Linked DNA regions of Gossypium hirsutum: region 2 is linked to region 1. Evidence: chromatin contacts called from public Hi-C data. All regions are on one chromosome and are shown on one strand. Each heading gives the region's core, a stretch centred on a gene start, on an enhancer-like site or on the middle of the called end of the contact. The rest is flanking DNA. Distances are from core to core; before and after follow the strand shown.

Evidence for each region. A called contact is a pair of places that touch in the nucleus more often than the background predicts.
Region 2: a Hi-C map of leaf shows a contact between it and region 1, with 2.0 times the contacts expected there. The contact joins the promoter of LOC107910713 here to the enhancer-like site in region 1. A contact is called at or near these places in 6 of 34 Hi-C or Micro-C datasets (callus and leaf).

Annotation. Positions count from the first base shown.
Region 1 is chrD02:22,547,757-22,551,896 of Gossypium_hirsutum_v2.1, forward strand. It overlaps the pseudogene LOC107910714. Among protein-coding and RNA genes, the nearest start is that of LOC121214710, 5.8 kb to the left of the region's middle. Within about 2 kb of position 2,260, at least 4 of the 9 cell types and tissues checked have an H3K27ac peak or open chromatin away from gene starts, as enhancers often do. A contact at or near this core is called in leaf, where this site is marked.
Region 2 is chrD02:22,652,569-22,656,708 of Gossypium_hirsutum_v2.1, forward strand. It overlaps LOC107910713 (zinc finger CCCH domain-containing protein 6), which reads left to right and starts at 1,832. Exons shown (of 4, transcript XM_016838678.2): 1 at 1,832-2,372; 2 at 3,390-3,599; 3 at 3,694-3,818; 4 at 3,933-4,140. The coding sequence starts at 2,313.

The DNA.
Region 1 (4,140 bases), core at 1,010-3,509:
CTAATAAAATAATCAAATAGTTATGTGACATACTATATGTACCACATTATAATGTACATAGATAAGTTTTTAACAGTAAAAATAGATGTAAATTTTAACAAAAATGATCAATTTACAATATATATTATAAATTAATTTATCTATCTTTTAAATAAAGAAAACAAAATACAATTTAATTTCATAATAATTTTACCCAATTCCAATTCCCTCGCATAAATGGGGATCGAGTGATCAACAATGCTTGTGTGTATGTATATTTGTTTGCTTTTTGATGTTTCTACTTGATTCAGATACAGTGTAGTATGCACCCCTTGTTTCAAGCTTTTCTTTATTAATAAATAATTTTATTCTCTTAGAGAAAAAGAAAGCGGGTAAGTAAGGGTAGTCCCCATTGGTGCATCAAACCATGTGCCTCTTCCTCTCCACTAATTGGCTATCCATCCATCGTTGCACTATTTAATTACGTCTAATAATTTTTATCACCACCCCATGTTTTGTAGTTTTCCATTATTATTTGCAAACCACAAAAGGTAATTTCATTAAGCAATTTAACTAGCGTTCGTCAATAAAATAGTACGAAGCTCGTTTAGATAACCACATCAAAACAAGCCTCATCTACATTTGATAAACCCATAATGCCGTTAAGTGATTGCCATCGCACCACTCTCGATTGCTTTGGTAACATTGGTTGATTGAGCAGATTATGGGATGAAAAAGCTCCTAGCATGGTTAATGGTATATGTGGTGGGGTGAGTCTTCCATGCAACATCTCATTGATTTTGAATAACGGGTTCAAGTATCGTGGATGAAAAAAATAATGATGAGAGAGTTTGTCTTTATTTAAATATCTGGTTTAACTCAATTTTGAATTTAATCCAAGTAATAGGAGTATAAAAAAAACTATTATTTTCAGAGTCTAATCACAGATATTATCACTAAGCTATATAACTTCCATGTGCTTTTATTTATTTATTTATTTTTTATTATATGCCGAAATGAAAGATATTCCTCACTTTGATTGCTTTAGATATATAGACCACATACAAAGTTACAAAGAAACCCCATCATTATTGAGCCAAAATTTGCATGCCCGTGAACTTTAGAATCACAACCAGCCCCGTGATTACACAATTTCTAGACAAAAAACCATCGTTTTACTTGTCCGACTTCTCTCGTTTGTATCCATCTTCTGATCCAACACAACTTAGTAGTTTATAACTTTCTCTCCAACATCCACACATGAATGGCATATAAAAATGACATTAATTAACCCATTTTAATCTATCCCAATTGGCCCATATAGATCTTGTATGTTACCGGGAAAAATCGGAGCTATGCAACACGACCAGGTGGATAATAAGAGGTAAATGACCAACCCCACAGTGTTCATTATTATTTGAGCTAAAAGTAACTTGTCAAAGCCATTGGGTATATATCATAATTTGACCATATATAATGAATAAAAGAACCAAACATATCTATGTCACATTTCTTAATAATAACAAGTATATAGACCAGCAAGGAATCAAACTAATCTTTAACGACCATGCAAATTAGCAGAGCATTTGTTTTTGGATATTTGAAAGAAATCGAAGAATCTTTTTGTCTTCTTTACTGCAACTTGACCCAAATTCCCATGCTGGGAATGTCTTGATGGACCACAAATAAAAGATAAAACCCTGCTGGCGCAAGATTACCCGATCTTGGCGTCCTTACCTCAATGTTATACCTTGATTCCCCCAAAGCTGTTATTTTGTCATTTCCAAGTACAAGCAACCTTTGATTCATAGAGAATGAATGTGTATTGAAAGCTGGTGCCACCATTGTTATCCACACTAATTTTTCTTCTACTTTACCCCTAATCTCCATTTCAAGTGTTAGCGTTTTCCCGTAGCTGATTCCCGACATTGAGTTTGGACCAACGATTGTTGGTCGCAAATTGTTGAATTTAGCCTCCAAATACGGCGGACAGAATGCCTCTAATCTTAGTTCAGTAGGGAATAGAACACTTGTAAAATTGTAATAAGTATGAGGATTGCTTCCACCAACTAAAACTCTGCCATCACGAAGTAATGCTGCTGTGGAGTGATACATCCGTGGAATCTTGGTCGGGGTATGTGTTTCGAAACGTGTTCCGATTTTGTTATCCGTCCGGTATAAAACCGGATTTAAAACCGGGTTCCGACCAAATTCCCAACCAGCTGACCCTGACCCGGCCCCATTAATGAGCAAAACGTTGCCGTTTGGAAGCAATATCATGTCACCCATAACTCTAGCTAGTGGCATAGTCTCGATGACCCATTTTGGGTTGGGGTCGGTTATTATGATCCTGGCGCAAGGCTTCAAGGCTCCAATGAACTCACCTTGTGTGGCTTGGGAATAAGATCCTTTAGGAGCACCTCCACACACCAAAACTTCAGCTTGAATAGCTGATGCTTTCAAGTTCTTCAATGGAAGCAAGACAGCCGAACCAGTGCTTGGATAGCTTCTAGGATCGCCACCTGGAATTGTCGGATACCTCTTGACAACTTTATTTTTCACGTAATCAAGCAAAATGGCTCGATTGTTAGCGAAAACAAATAAGTTTCCATCAACATTAAGGAAAACAAAAGGGTAGAGATTGTTCTCGACTTCTCGATCATTGGTTTCAAACAAGAAAGGCAAATCGAACGTGTTGGCCGCTATGTTTTTAGGAACAAACTCGTAGTTAAATTGCTTTCGACCGCCGACAATGATTTGTCTTCCATCTGGCAAGATATGGTTGGTCGAATACCATCTTCTGGCTGCCAACCCGTTATTTGATTCTTGCCAATCGCATGAACTGCACGGGCTAAAGACCCTCACTTTACGTTCACCGTCATTGAAGCCACCGGTTTGGACTAGATCACCATTGGGCGTGACGGCACCGGAAGAGCACCAGACGTCGGTTTGGACCATAAGTGGCCTGAACTTATTCGATCAAACATCGTACTCAATTGAATGCGCCGTGCAATCCTGTTTGAGAGCAGTGTCATTCAAGTCAAAACGGCATTTCCCTTTCGGTAGTGGCAGATTTGATGGCCCAAAATCAGTTCTATCAAAGGCAACGACACGGTCATTGCTAAGGAGTTGCATGTGCATGGCGGAGATGCCGATGCTTTTTTGCAGGAGTTGCCACCTTCCGCCAGCTGCGGCGGAGGTGAGGATGCGTTGACATGGGTGTGAGGTACAGAGGAGTTGAAACAATAAGACTGACAAAATAAATGTTAATGATGACATGTTTGATTGGGAGGTGAGGATACGTTTCTTTCCTATCGCTGTTTGTTCTGTCCTATTTATAAAATTAATCCCTCGAACACGTTTTACTCATAGATGTAATTTAATAAGATTAATCGCTTAAAGATTATGGTATGTGATTGCAATGCAATTTGTTATATAGATTATCATACGACTTCATTATGAAAATATTCAAATTTACTTATTTCAAATGGATATGGACTTTAATTTGATTAATTGTATGCATTTATATATATAAATTTATTTTTAGGTGGGATATTCGAATTATTTGTATATGTGATATGTGATGTTATTATAAGTTATTTATGAAAATTTAATCAAATCAAAATATTATTTATACAATTGTATAAAATTAAAGTTTATATATCATATTGTATATTAAATCAAATTTCATGTCTAATTCAACAGATAAAAGGAAAATAAAATGAATTAATATTTTTTTTCAGTTTGTATAGATTAAATAAAATTAATCTTCATTTTTATCTTTTGGTGAACACATCATTAGATAAAGTTAATATTTTTAGTTAATTTTATCAGAGGATTTAATTTCACTCATTGATTTCTTTCTTTAAGCCGTCTAAGAAAACTTTCGCTTCCGAGTCTAAATACAAATCACTTAGGCATCATTTACTTTTGTTTTAGTGCCCCGGTTAATTGATTTAAAATACTATCATTTGAAAGGATAGATTATCTCGTTAGCCGCTTTAAATATGGGTTGTTCTTATTTTAGTCATTTTTAATTTTTTTTTGGTTAATTTGGTCACTTAAAATAGAAATTGATCAAATTGGTCACTCCACCATTAAATGGTAACATAATACTAACGGTAATGGTGCATTCCCACGTTAGTCAATTTAAAATTAGGG
Region 2 (4,140 bases), core at 582-3,081, 100 kb after region 1:
AATTTTAAAACTATATATATTTTGTTTATTATTTATTAAACCTGTATTTTCTTTATTAAACTAGAGGTATTTTAGGAATAAATTGCCTTAATGTTGCCCTAGATTTTGCTTATGTATACACTATTATAATCTCATTAGGAGGGTTGGTTGTTGATAGCTAGACAATTAAATAGTTTTTATTTTTTCTTTGTATTTTTATTTATGTTTGCTTAGTCGTAATTCTTCCTGTTCCGATCTGAAGACGGTTGCGAGCGGGGATTGCTCCGACACCGCACCTCAATTAATTATCAATGAGAAATTTATCTATTTATATTTTGTTTCTCTGACCAATTAACGTTTGTATGAATATTAGAATAAATCTTGTGCTTATTTCATATCTAGCATGTTTTAGTTATGAATTTGATTTATTAATTACGTAATTATTTATCTAAAATTGAGTGTTTATTCAATAGTACTTAGTATATTAGGGAGTGACACCCCTAATAGAATATCTAGACAGGTGAGACCGAGAGGGTATCCTGTCGAGTATACTTGTGCTAAGCGGTGAGATCAAGAGAGTATATGTAAGCCTAGGAAGAGACCAAAAGGGTGACTTAGGTGGTAATCCTTAGTAAAGATGAGACTGAGAGGGTATTCTTACCTACGGATGGTAAACAACTCAACCGAGGGTAATTAGCGACTTAATTGATAATTGGTTATTTAATCGAAAATAGACTGGGAACTCAAATCGTCGACACTAGGAATAGGAGATTCCATTAAGCTATTTTAAACTACTTAATTTAATTAGGTTATTTTAGTTTAATTAATTTAATTACTTTAATTCATATTTTAATTTTGGATTCACATTTTAATTTTGGATTCACATTACTAACTTGTAAATTGATTATATTAATAATTATTTTTAGTAATTAATTTAATAATAAATTTCGTCAATCTGCAATCCCTTGAATACGATTCTCATCTCTTCCATGAAATTCCCAACAATTCTCATATCAAATCCAAAGGTTAGGATTTATTTTCCCATCAATTGACCATGATCCAATGGTTCCTTTCACTCTTTACTTTCAACTTTGATCCAATGGCTCCTAATTAAACATGGAAACTTTGATCGAGTGGCTAATATTGGTCCCTACACATTTTCTCAGTGCTTTTTCCCATTTTGCCATTAGTAAGGTCCAGATTAAAACACATGAAATTGATCTAATAGCTCTCATTCCAATTAATAAATTCACAATATAACATCTCATGGTTTATTATTCTTCGAGGTCCTTCAACATTTTACCTCTTTATGACCATGACTAATTTACAAGCTTAGACTATTTTCCCATCTAGTCCATCACTTTATTATCCAACTTCAAATTAATCCATACTTATCAAATTTGATTTGAATTGTTTAGAATTTTTTTTAAATTTTTTAAAGAATTCATATTTACAAATTTATAAAAATATTTTTTTATAATTTTATAAAATAAATTATGATTTTTAGATTTTTTAAATAATTTTTTGACATATTTAGATTTTTTAAAATTATCATTAATTTTTTAAAATATCAAATTGATCTTTTAATTTTAATTAAGAGATCAAATTAGTTATCAATCTTTGAGTCTTATTTCATCAAAGGGTTAACGAGCATAATATAAGTTTTGATAAACATAAACTTAAGCTTAATTTAAGGAGTATTTGTGGAATTTACCCAAATGAAACTGAGTCAGAATATGAACATTTCAGCTCAAAAGTCCAATTCGTTTTAATCGCACTTGCATTTACAGCGCGTGTAAATACAACACGAGCAATCCAAATCATCCTTCCACTTCCACGCGTTCTATAGATTGCGTTCGTCATCCATAGCACAGAACAGAAGCCCAGAAAGAAAGAGAGAGAGATTTATTTTTTCCTAAAAAAAAAAGAGAAATATATTTAACAGAGAAACGCGGAAAATAAATCAGATAGAAAAACGGGGAAAGGACAAAAAGGAAAAACCGTTCTAGGGTTGCCTTGAATCTCTCTCTTTCCAGATATTAGATAATTAGAAATAGATATGTAGGGCTTTTCAATCGATTCCTTCTTTATTTTCTTACAATTAGGGTTTTCGAAAGAGGTAAGTTGATTTAACTGCTGGGTCTCATTTTCTTTTCTTATCTTTCTTGGGACAGTGGTGTTGGAGTTTGGGTTTTAATCGACCCAACCCTAAAATCGGTGCTTTTGGGAATTGGACTTTTAACATTTTACCGAGAATCGAAGCTGGAAAAGGATCATTTTTTTAGCGACTCTTTCTTAACACAATATATTGTATTTTTTTACGATCTGTAAATATGCGAGGAGTGCACAAATCAAAAAGGGTTACTTGGGCATCAGACGTTAACCTTTGTCAGGTAAAATTGCAATTTTAGTTTGGAAGTTCCTGAATTTTGAGGTTCCTTTCAGGTGAAATTACAGAAAAGAAAAAGGGGGTGCAAAATTTTAAGTGAACCAAATATGATGGAGAATGAAGCTATGTGAATCCTTCATGTTCTGCTGTTTTTGGCTTCCTTTTTCCTTTCATAAATATATTTTATTTATTACTCTGTCCCTTTAATTGCATCTGAACCTTTCTGGTAGTCAAGTTAGTTTAGGTTTGGTATTCTTGTAATGCATGATTTCGAATGAGTTTTTAGTTTTGTTGATGCCATTGTTGTGTTAAGCCTTTTAGGGTCTTAAATGATGGCCTGTTCTTGTTTTTGTTTGTTTTTTTCTTCTTTTTCAGTGGAATTTATGGCTTATTTTGTTTTGCATCTTACTGTTATGGGAATAAATCTACTAGTGGAGTTTGGAAGTTTTTCATGCTAGTTAGACACAGAAATGAGAGAATGGAAATGATAAAAGACATAGATTTTTAAACTTATTCAAAAATGCTAACGATGATAAAAATATACCAGTGATTGCATCCTTGCCTTGGCTTGTCTTTTATTGATGTTTCCTTTCATATAATGTTCATCTTTGCAGAACACGATAAGTTTACCACAATACAGTTGTAAAATCTCCTTGGAGTTTGATTAGTATGAGTGTGTAATGTTTCTTATATTGCTATAGTTCTGAAGTCTTGACTTTATGTTTCTGCTTGTAGTTGTTTACCCAACCTAGTTTTGTAGCTCATACTAGATTTTAGTATAGGAGAAGTACTAGGTTAAGCATCTCAAATTCAACTTGAGATTTTATTACTCAGCTAAGGCTTAATGAGATGTTTATACAAGCTTTAATATATGTATTTATATATTGCATTTCCCTGTTTGAACAAGCTCTCTTCAGTTGCTAGATGGTGTTTGTACGGTGAAATGATGTTTGAGCAAATTCACAACCCTGTTTTGTTGAAAATGATAAACAGAAAATATAATTGCTTCTCCTCTTAACAGATAAGGTTGTTTCTATCAGAGGAATCACCTTCACAAGTTGGGGTGGGTGGTCAAGATCACCTCCAAGCAAAAACCTCGTTGGTATCACATATAAATGGGGCTACTGGGGATGACTTTCTGCCTCCGGGATTTGAAGGAGCTCATTCTACAAGTCATCCGCAGATTAACTTGCTTGAAATTGCTACCATTAAATGGAGATGTCCTCTAAGGGTAACAATTCTAAAGACTTCTTTTCTGCGTTTTAGTTTGATTTGTGATTATTGCTCCCAGCATTTACCTCAAAGCTGAACATACGTCTTCACAGTTTATTTTGGACTTGAATTGGCAAGTTGTTGCCGGAGAGGAAAGTGAAGAGGTGGAGATTCAAAATCAGAGAGAAGTGAGAGTGCTTGAAGCTGTTTATCCTCGGCCATCTGCAATTCCTACAAAGTCTGATACTTTTTCCTTTTTCTCTTTTTGACTGGTTTTGGGGTGGGTTTTCTAGAAACTGCTTCTCTTGGGTTATACTTTTCCATGAGACTAAATTTTCTTCTGGTTGTGCAGCTCTTCTGTTTCAGCAGACGTGGAAAATTGTGACTATGACGATCAGCAAACTCCTCAAATACCCATCACTCCTATTGAAGATGAGGATGCAGCAACTGAAACTCCCATTAGTTCACAGCCGCAGTGGTTGGCTCCTGGTATTTTACCTCCTCTGCGTGGCAGTATGCCAAGTGTTTCAAGTGGTTCAGCTGATGAAAAACCTGCTTCT